Regions from separate parts of the Ovis aries genome. Here region 2 is linked to region 1. Evidence: chromatin contacts called from public Hi-C data. All regions are on one chromosome and are shown on one strand. The core of a region is the stretch at or near the end of the contact, and the rest is flanking DNA. Distances in the headings are between cores, read along the strand shown. Region 1 overlaps PPTC7 (protein phosphatase targeting COQ7). Region 2 holds the start of PPTC7 (protein phosphatase targeting COQ7).

What was found. A called contact is a pair of places that touch in the nucleus more often than the background predicts.
Region 2: a Hi-C map of skin fibroblasts shows a contact between it and region 1, with 2.3 times the contacts expected there. The contact joins the promoter of PPTC7 here to the enhancer-like site in region 1. A contact is called at or near these places in 2 of 16 Hi-C or Micro-C datasets (skin fibroblasts and tail adipose tissue).

What each region holds. Positions count from the first base shown.
Region 1 is chr17:54,440,398-54,445,220 of ARS-UI_Ramb_v3.0, reverse strand. It overlaps PPTC7 (protein phosphatase targeting COQ7), which reads left to right. Exons shown (of 5, transcript XM_042234599.1): 3 at 1,879-2,002; 4 at 3,390-3,519. Among named protein-coding and RNA genes, the nearest start is that of RAD9B, 35 kb to the right of the region's middle. Within about 2 kb of position 1,505, at least 8 of the 54 cell types and tissues checked have an H3K27ac peak or open chromatin away from gene starts, as enhancers often do.
Region 2 is chr17:54,475,972-54,480,225 of ARS-UI_Ramb_v3.0, reverse strand. PPTC7 (protein phosphatase targeting COQ7) reads left to right here and starts at 1,312. Exons shown (of 5, transcript XM_042234599.1): 1 at 1,312-1,830. The coding sequence starts at 1,593.

The DNA of each region.
Region 1 (4,823 bases), core at 256-2,755:
TCAAAAGTTTCCAGCAGCACAGTATGTTCAATCAAAATGGGCAGAACTGCAGCTGGCAGAACACCAAGCTCAGGGGTGGGAGTGTTGGGAGAAGAGGACGAACTGTCCAATGGCAGCGAGTCTCTCACAGACAGCATAGCAAAAGACACTCCTGGGGAAAGAAAGACCTCAGCATAAAATAGAGCTTCAGTGCCAACCTGGTCATTAATCTAAACTTCTAGAGGCTGATTCGCTTCCAAAGACTGAGCAAATGTGCAATGTCTTGTATTGTTTCTCTTTATTCCATGGAAGAAATCGACCTGGTTTCTACCAATTTACAGTCTGTTTTAGTGTGTGTCTTTTTTTTTTTTCCTTCTCTTGGCTGCTTGTTATCCTTTGTTATCAGTCTCTCTTATCTATAAAATATTATTTGAACCTTAACTTACAAATTTCCTTTAATAGCTGTTTTGACAACAGCTATTGTTGTTAAAACAGCTATGTTATTGTATAAATGTATAAGTGAAAGCTAGTTTGTTCCTTGTCAGAAGCCCGTTACAGAACTTTTTGGTGTGGTGCTGCTTTCCTCAGTCAACAGAAAACAAACTAGAAATTTTCTTAGTGTAAATCCCCAGCAGGCATGGGTAGGCTGTTTGTTTTTATGTTTTCCCTTTACAAATTTTATAGTACATCACTTAAACAATTTAGTGTTTTTTGTTTTTTTTTTTTTGGTGAGGCTTAAGGTGCTTTGGTTCTGGCCCCTGCCTTCTGGGTCAGTGTATGAATTTTTTCCTGGCTCTTGTTCCCTAATTACACGTTTTAAGGCAAATTATCAGATATCTCACCTTTCCCTTACCTTGGAAGCCTGGAAGTGGTAGAGCTGGCCTTTCAAAATGGCTGAGAATCAGTCTCCAAGGGAGCCATGAACTCTTTGAATATATTATCTTCTCTTTTTCTCCCCACCTGGGCTTCTGTTTTCTTCTTGTAAGTCTCCCCTCTATCTTTTTAAAAAAGTTTTACACAGATGTAATGAAAAATCTACCACCTGTCCTCAGAGGCAGCCAGTTATGTTTCTTTGAATCCTTCCAGATTTATTCTCTGCATGTAGAAGCGCCTGTATATATAGATCTTTCTTTCTCACACACACAGTACCTTGTTCTTTTCATTAACAATATTGAGTCTTTACCCAAACTGGAGGATTAGTTACTGTGATTCTTCATTCATTAACTATTTCTTGAAGACGTATTATGTGCCAGGAGCCCTTATAAATAAGTAACCTGTGCGTGATGAGAACTTTGTAAGCCCTGAGAGAGACAGTCTTTACTCTGCCAGAGTGAGGGTGATTTATTAATATTTATTTGGTGTTACTGGTAATATACCAGTAATTACTAGCATTATAGTAAGAAATACCATTGTAGATATTTCACAGGAATTAATTCTTATAGGACTGGCATGTGCTCCTCCATAGTGCTCATTTATTCCACTAGAACACAGCCTCCAAATTCAAGCCTGCAGGGAAACTGATGAGTGGAAAGTGAGTAAGAGAGGATGGAATTTGGCACTAAAGAATTAGGAAACAAAGACTCATTTCCACTAGGATTCTAGAGGCATTTTAGTGTCTGACTCAGAAAAGAACCCCTCTTCCTTTTAAAGCACATGTGACTAATCATCAAACTCAGTTTTACTTGATAGTTTTTGTTAAGCTTTTGAAAGATTTATATCAGAGTTTTCAGTTTTTTTCAAGGTTAAGAATTTCAGAATAGTGATTTTTATTATTGACTGCTACTATAAATTAGTTTTCCTTAAAGCTTCGTTATATTGTAGCATCGTCCCCATTGGAAACTTCTAACAGTATCTCTAAAGGGCTCTGCTAACTTTGCCACCACCCTGTCCTTGTTACAGCCCAGATGCCGCTGATAGCACATCTTTTGATGTCCAGTTAGGGGACATTATCCTGACAGCGACAGATGGACTCTTTGACAACATGCCTGACTATATGATCCTTCAGGAGCTAAAAAAGTTAAAGGTAATTAACTCAAAGGTGGGCCTTTAGAAACAGTGACCCTCCCTGGACAGCCGAGTTTTTTTTATTAATTCAGTTGCGTAAGCTCTTTTTGTAGTTTTGGAAAGGACTACTTCGTGAATTTAGGAAAATGAAAATGGTTCTGATCTTGTTCTAAACAGTTGTAGACAGAAATATTCACAGTTGGAAAACCTGAGGGAAAAAGAGGCTTCTCATCCAAGCCCCTCTTTAGTAGGGTGGTAAAGGTAGGAAAAACTCTGATAAGAGATTTGTGTTTTTAATTGTGTTTTAATGGTATTTAATGGTGTTGGTTGCTGGTTATCTTTTTCATTTTTTAGTCTTGTAACAAACCCAGCAGGTGTTGAGGCTGGGAAAGATAGGAAATCATCATACCAGAGCCAGCCAAGGCAGCAGCCAAGGGTAGCAAGCAGCTAAGGGCCTTGATGTGATCTGAGCTGTCACCAGTAACAAAGCAGTTCAGACTTGGCCCATATAGTGAGTGGAAGGAAATGAAAGCCAGTCTGCATATTCTCCTGGCTTTGTGAAGTACTGACTTGGGGGGATTGATCTTTTCTCATGTTTTTACTACTAACCAGTATGACCTTGAGTTTTCTAAACTTTCTTAGCAGTGTTTTTCTCACCTATAAAATAGGGGTGGGACAGTTCAAAGACCCTGTTCTGTAGGGCTGTGGTGAGGATGAACCAAGACTACGCACTAGAAATCCTTAACACCATGCTTTGTCTGTGGAGCTTAGGAAGGTCAGGTGCTGCTGACACATGCTGGCACTGTGCCATGTGTGTAACACTGAGAGGCAGAAATGACACATTCCCTGACCTTATGGGGCTTACATTCTAGTGGAGGAAGACAGAGAATACAGAGAAAGAATAGAAATAGTGTTGTTGCTAAATAAAAAAGAAAAAGCATGGAGAAGAAATAGAGAATAGAGAGGGCTTTTCAGTGGGGTAACTGGCAGCATTTACTTGGAGAGCAAGCACACTGAGCTTGGCCTGGGGTGCACTCCCAAGCAGGGAGAATTTTGAGGTCATCCTAAAATGCTATCAAAATCCGCCCCTTCAATCCCATCCCATTTTAGCAAGAATGCCTTAAGAATTTCAAGGGGGCCGGGGAGATAAAAAAATTCAAACTTCAGGACCCAAGGCCATCCTCACAAAGAACTTTCTCGTTGACGTCCTATGTAGGCAGCACTGGTGATCTTGTTCATTTTAGTCAAGGTATTATGTTCCACTGTCTTCTCTAACTGGAACAAAATTTAAATGGTGGAAACTATGATTAGATAAATCTTACTGTCTTAAAAAGTGATGTTTACCTGCATGTAGAAATCATGTGAGGCATTTTGGTAAAAATATCTCCCTCATATTTTTGTATTAGAATTCAAATTATGAGAGTATACAGCAGACGGCAAGAAGCATTGCTGAGCAAGCTCATGAGCTGGCCTATGACCCAAATTATATGTCACCTTTTGCACAGTTTGCATGTGACAACGGATTGAATGTGAGAGGTAAGCATTCTTTGGGAACTTCATAAGGACTAACTGGGGACATAGGGGATGGAGCATTCTGGGCTGTGTGTGAGGCCAGCTGCTGCACTGGGGTGAGACTGCTGAGGGGTCCTCTCCCAGCTGTGAGCTGGTGACTTTGCACAAGGTCAGCAGGCCTGAACACTGGAGGACAGCAAGTGCATGCGTTCCCTACAGAGGTGCCCTTCAGAGCTGCACTTCATTGGCTGCAGAGGCAGGTGGAACCTGAAGCCCTTTATCGCTGCCAATGCTCTGCTTGGATCTGAGCCCAGAAAACCTCTGAGCTCTGCCTGGAGGGCCTGGACATTGCTAATGGTTTAAACATTCTGCCCTTCACAAGTCTGACATTTCACTTCTCCCTTCGTCTGGCTTTGTGGGACTCATTCACAGTATTTGCCTACCAAATTGCTACAGCAAGTTTTTTTGTTTTTTATTAATTTTTATTAATTGTAATTAATTGCTTTACAGTGCTCTGTTAGTTTCTGTCATACAGCAAAGTGAATCAGCCATATGTCCCCTTTTTGGGATTTCCTTCCTATTTAGGTCACCACAGAGCACTGAGTAGAGTTCCCCTGTGCTGTGCAGTATGTTCTCATTAGTTATTTGTTTTATGCATAGCAGTGTGTATATGTCAGTCCTAGTCTCCCAGTTCATCCCACCTGCCTCTGTAGGATGTTTTGAAAAGGGAAGACTCTCCTTGCCTAGAGTCTTCCTATCTACTGAGCAATGTGTAACTTTGGGAGCAGGCCAATATCTCAGCTTTGAGCTTGGATAACATGTTGGTGCAAGCATATCAGCACTTGTAGAGTGGTCAGCTTCTTGCAGGTATAATATTATGACACGCAAAGCATTTCTTAGCTGTCCGGGAAATATTAAATAGAAAAAAGCACATGCCATAGCTGTTTGCCAGATTAGACTACAAGACTATCAGCTAGTTTCAAAACATTGGGTATGTTTGTCCAAATTAGGATTGCAGGAGGGTGGAACATAGAACTTTCTTGTCAGGCAGAATAAATCTTAGTAACATTTTGTCTTTATTGTGATTTCTATACACAGAGGATGTGGTGGTGGCCATTTTAACAAAGCTCCTATTGTAAAGGAGCAGAGAGGATTTTTTTTAAAGCTTCAATTAAATTAGATGTAATTTCTTGGTGTGTTTTAACTATCGATTTTTTCTCCTTTTTTTCTACTAGAGTATATTGACAAACCTATTTGTCTCCTAGTACTTACTTATTTAGGCTTATATTTTTTTCTTGAGTTTTAAAATGTGTGACTGCATTTTCATT
Region 2 (4,254 bases), core at 63-2,562, 35 kb before region 1:
AGAGATTCGTTTGTAGATTGAGACAGGAATCCCCAGAGGAACTATCAGTCAGTTCAGTCGCTCAGTCGTGTCTGATTCTTTGCGACCCCATGAATCGCAGCACACCAGGCCTCCCTGTCCTTCACCAACTCCGGACAAAAAGCTGGAAAAGGACAAATGCTTCTGGGTGATAGCAAAAACTATTTCAGATTAGATCATTTGCCTCAAATCTGTTTTCTTTTATTTCTGAATCCATTCATTTAATCATTCCTTTATTTGACAAATGCTATGTTTTATTAATATTTATGGTTCCTATTCAATTATCCTTTCTTTTGTTCAATAGTTATATAAATTGTATCAGTTGTAATAATATAGTGGCAAATGATCCTTGCCTTTAGGGTGCTTAGGATCTAGTGAAATATGCATTCATTCATTTATTAAAGTGTTTATCATGTGCCCATATGTTCTGGGGATACACTGAGAAAGAGCACAGGACACTCAAGAAATGGAATTAGATTCACGTGGATGGAAGGGGGCTTCCCATGGTGGTTCAGTGGTTAGGACTCCATGCTTCCACTGCAGGGGTGTGGGTTCAATCCCTGGTGGAGGATCTAAGGTCCTAGTCACTCTGGAGTGCAGCCAAAAAAAAAAAAAAAATACACAGTGGGTGGAAGGAAGAGCAAAAGCAAAGGCCTTGAGGCACCTATGAGCATGAGGAGCTAAGGTCCTATTCACTGTGAAGTGCAGCCAAAAAAAAACCCACCATATATATATATAATGAAAATAAATACACAGTGAGTGGAAGGAGGAGCAAAAGCAAAGGCCTTGAGGCACCTGTGAACATGGCTACAGTCCAGTTAGTGGACTAAACCCGTCCCTAAACCCTTCCAATATACAAATGCTAGAGGTGTTACTAGATTTGTGTACTTCAGTTTAATATATATGTTACAGAAAAATCATACGTGACCCGATTAATTTTTCCAGGTTTTTTTTTTTTAAAGGAATAGTGGCGTTTTCTCTTCACTGAAAGCAGGGGAGAAAACTTTCAAACAACCCACTTGCAATTCTCCGCATTTTAACTTCGGTCTCGCGTCTGGGAACTCCTCCTAGGTCCTTGAAGCTAGGCAGTGAAGTAAAAGAAGCAACTACAACCTCCTGACTACAACTCCCAGGAGACATTGTGACCACATCCTCTGCGCAAGCTCGACCTCTGTGACTGCATACGGCACCGAGCCGAGGAGGAGGAGGCTTGGTCCTAAGCCGCGGGCCGTGGGCGGGGCTATAGGCGTGGTCATAAGGGGGCGGTGCTGCCGGCGCGGCCCGGAACACGCTAGTGGAGCGGAAGATGGCGGCGGCAGCGGTGGCTGCAGCCGGGACCCTAGTCGGGTTGAGGCGGAGGAGCCGCCGGTTCTGACCTCGCTCTGGCTCCAGTGCGCGCGGCGGAGCGTGTGCGAGGCCCCGCGCGTCGGGCAAGGGCGGCGGCGGTAACTGCACGCCGCCTTGAGGAGCGTCCCGGCGGCGGCTCGGCTGCGGCTGAGGAGAGAGCCGGCTCCGGGCCTCCGCGTCCTCCTGTTCCCCGGGCCCCCCGCCTCCTCGGGGGGGCGGCGGCGGCGATGTTCTCGGTCCTCTCGTACGGGCGACTGGTGGCCCGCGCCGTGCTCGGCGGCCTCTCGCAGACCGACCCCAGGGCCGGAGGCGGCGGCGGCGGCGGCGGCGGCGGCGGCGACTACGGGCTGGTGACGGCCGGCTGCGGCTTCGGCAAGGACTTCCGTAAGGGCCTCCTCAAGAAGGGCGCTTGCTATGGGGACGACGCGTGCTTCGTAGCCCGGCACCGCTCCGCAGACGTGCTTGGTGAGTGCCCGGCCGGGTCCCCCCTCCCCAGCCCCGGATCCGCCTCCTGGGGACTCCCCTGCTCGGGGCTTTTCCAGCTCCTCCAGGCGGTAAGAGGAGCCAGTGAGCCAGTAGTAGCTCATTGTACGGAGCGCTTACTAGGTGCCAGGCGCCGTGCCAAGCGCTTGAAGGTGCGTTTTCCACTTGATCAACCCCCATTTTAGAGATGAGGAAACTGAGGCGCTGAGCGGTGGAGCCACATGCTCAAGGTCACACACCCTGAGAATGTGACCAGTTTGTCTGAGTCCGGAACCGCACTGTTAGTCACTTGGCAGTGCCAGCCCCAGACGACCTCGTTCCCTTCCCCGGCGACACCTGCAGGCTCCGAACCTCGCTCTCACTCCCTCGCTCCCTTCCTCCTCCCTCTGCGTGCCCTGGGGATCCCTGCTTCTTCGAGCTCCTGACGCCTTGGCCCGGCTATGGGTTGCGGGATCCCGAGCAGACTGGCTGTCGTAAGCCCTACACAGCTCAGCCGCATTCTTTCGTCGCCTCGATCCAAGACCAGATCTCCATCCTTGTCGGAGTCTTGCAGCAGAGGCCGCTGGCCTGGTAAAAAATCACTCGCAGTGCATTCTTCCAACTGATCTTGGCCACTTGAGGTCACTTAGGGTGGAAGAGAGTCTCCTTGACCCAAAATAGAATGGTCAAACCCTCTTCTCCACTGCGGCCAAGAAAGCCTTGAGAATTGGTTAAAGCCATTTCAGGCCACAGGTGCTTCAGAGGGCCTAGTCCAGTTACATCTTAGGGGTTGGGAGTCTTTAGAGTTAGAGCTTGCAGAAATGGCTAAATAGAATTCAGAAGCGATCAGAAACTTTATCATCATGCATGTCTTTGGAGGCAGTGCGTATGCTATAGACTCCTATGCCATTTAAATCTCTCTTAATAAATGGAGCACTTCCTGTGAAAATGAAGGACACGTTGTCATTGAACTCAAGTTCAAATGTCGCTTTGTTTTCACTTCTCAGGTGAGATTGAGTAATTTGACTACTTTAAATTGCATATACTGAGCCAAAGCTTGGCATTGGAACACAAGGTCCTGTAATTTTATAATGATAATTACTTTTTAATTTGGTCTCAGAATAAGTGTATTATCTTTGCTTTTACTCATGTACTGTGTATGAAGATAGCACTAGAAAAGTTGTTTTCAGTTTAATTTATGAAAGACTCCTTTAGGTAGGTTGGAAAAAATCATTTAGTGTTTAGGCAAAGACTCCTTAGAAGGGAACTTGCAAGTTTTAAAAAAAAATTTTATTGGATTATAGTCGATTTACAATGTTGTGTTGGTTTCTGCTGTACAAAAGTGAATCAGATACACATATATCCACTTGTTTTTAGATTCTCTTCCCATGTAGGTCATTATAGAGTACTGAGTAGAGTTCCCTAGGGGAACTTGAAAATTGAAGTCATACAAATCACTCTAAAGTCAGCTCGACCCTGACTAAGAGTTTATTTATTTATTTAATTTATATTTGACTGTGCTGGGTCTTCCTTGCTGCACGCAGGCTTTCTCTAGTTGCCGCAGGCAGGGGCTTCTCTTGTTGAGCATGTACTCTGGGCATACTGGCTTCAGTAGTTGTGGTGCATGGGCTTGGTAGTTGTGATGCAGAGGCTTAGTTGCTCGGTGGCATGTGGGATCTTCCTGAATGAAGGATTGAACCCATGTCTTCTGCATTGGCAGGCAGATTCTTAACCACTGGGGAAGCCCTGATATCTTTTTTTTTTTAAAGGTCGGTCAATGGTTCTTTTTTCATTACAGTCGAGGCACTTCACAGTTAAAAGCTTGTGATGACCTGTACTGCTTTTTCAAGTTGCTGGTATAGTGCAATAGGATAGAGGATATTGAGCCACTAAGGTTCCCCCTTAAAAATCTGCTATGTGCTGGCTTATGTGAAAGATCTGTGATTTGATTAATGATTCAGGGGATAGTTTAATGTGTCAGATGCTTATGCTGAAATTTGATTTGAAGTTTTTTGAAGGCTACCTTCTTAATGGAGTAGGGTATTCATAAGGATATGTGAAACTTTGGTCAAACCCATTTTGAAAAATGTATAAACATACCATCCTGGCATAAACCCAGCCTGGTTTGGCGCTCAGCGTTTCCACTCTCTGATCTGTGGTTTTGGGCAAGAGCCTCTCAGCTCATTTTCCTCCTCTAGACTAGAGGATGAGGGAAGTGGACTACCTGATCCTCAAAAACTTGTGACCATCATATATTTTCTTTTTGTTTTGAAAAGATAGCACTCTTTGTTATTTTTCATCTCAAATAGTGGACATTACTTCCCATTTTATTCACATGGCCACCTTCAGTAGATATTTTGTTTTATATCTGGCGCTGAAACCAGTGGTTCTTAACTTTGCTTGGTTCACTGTCCAAAGACTTTCTCT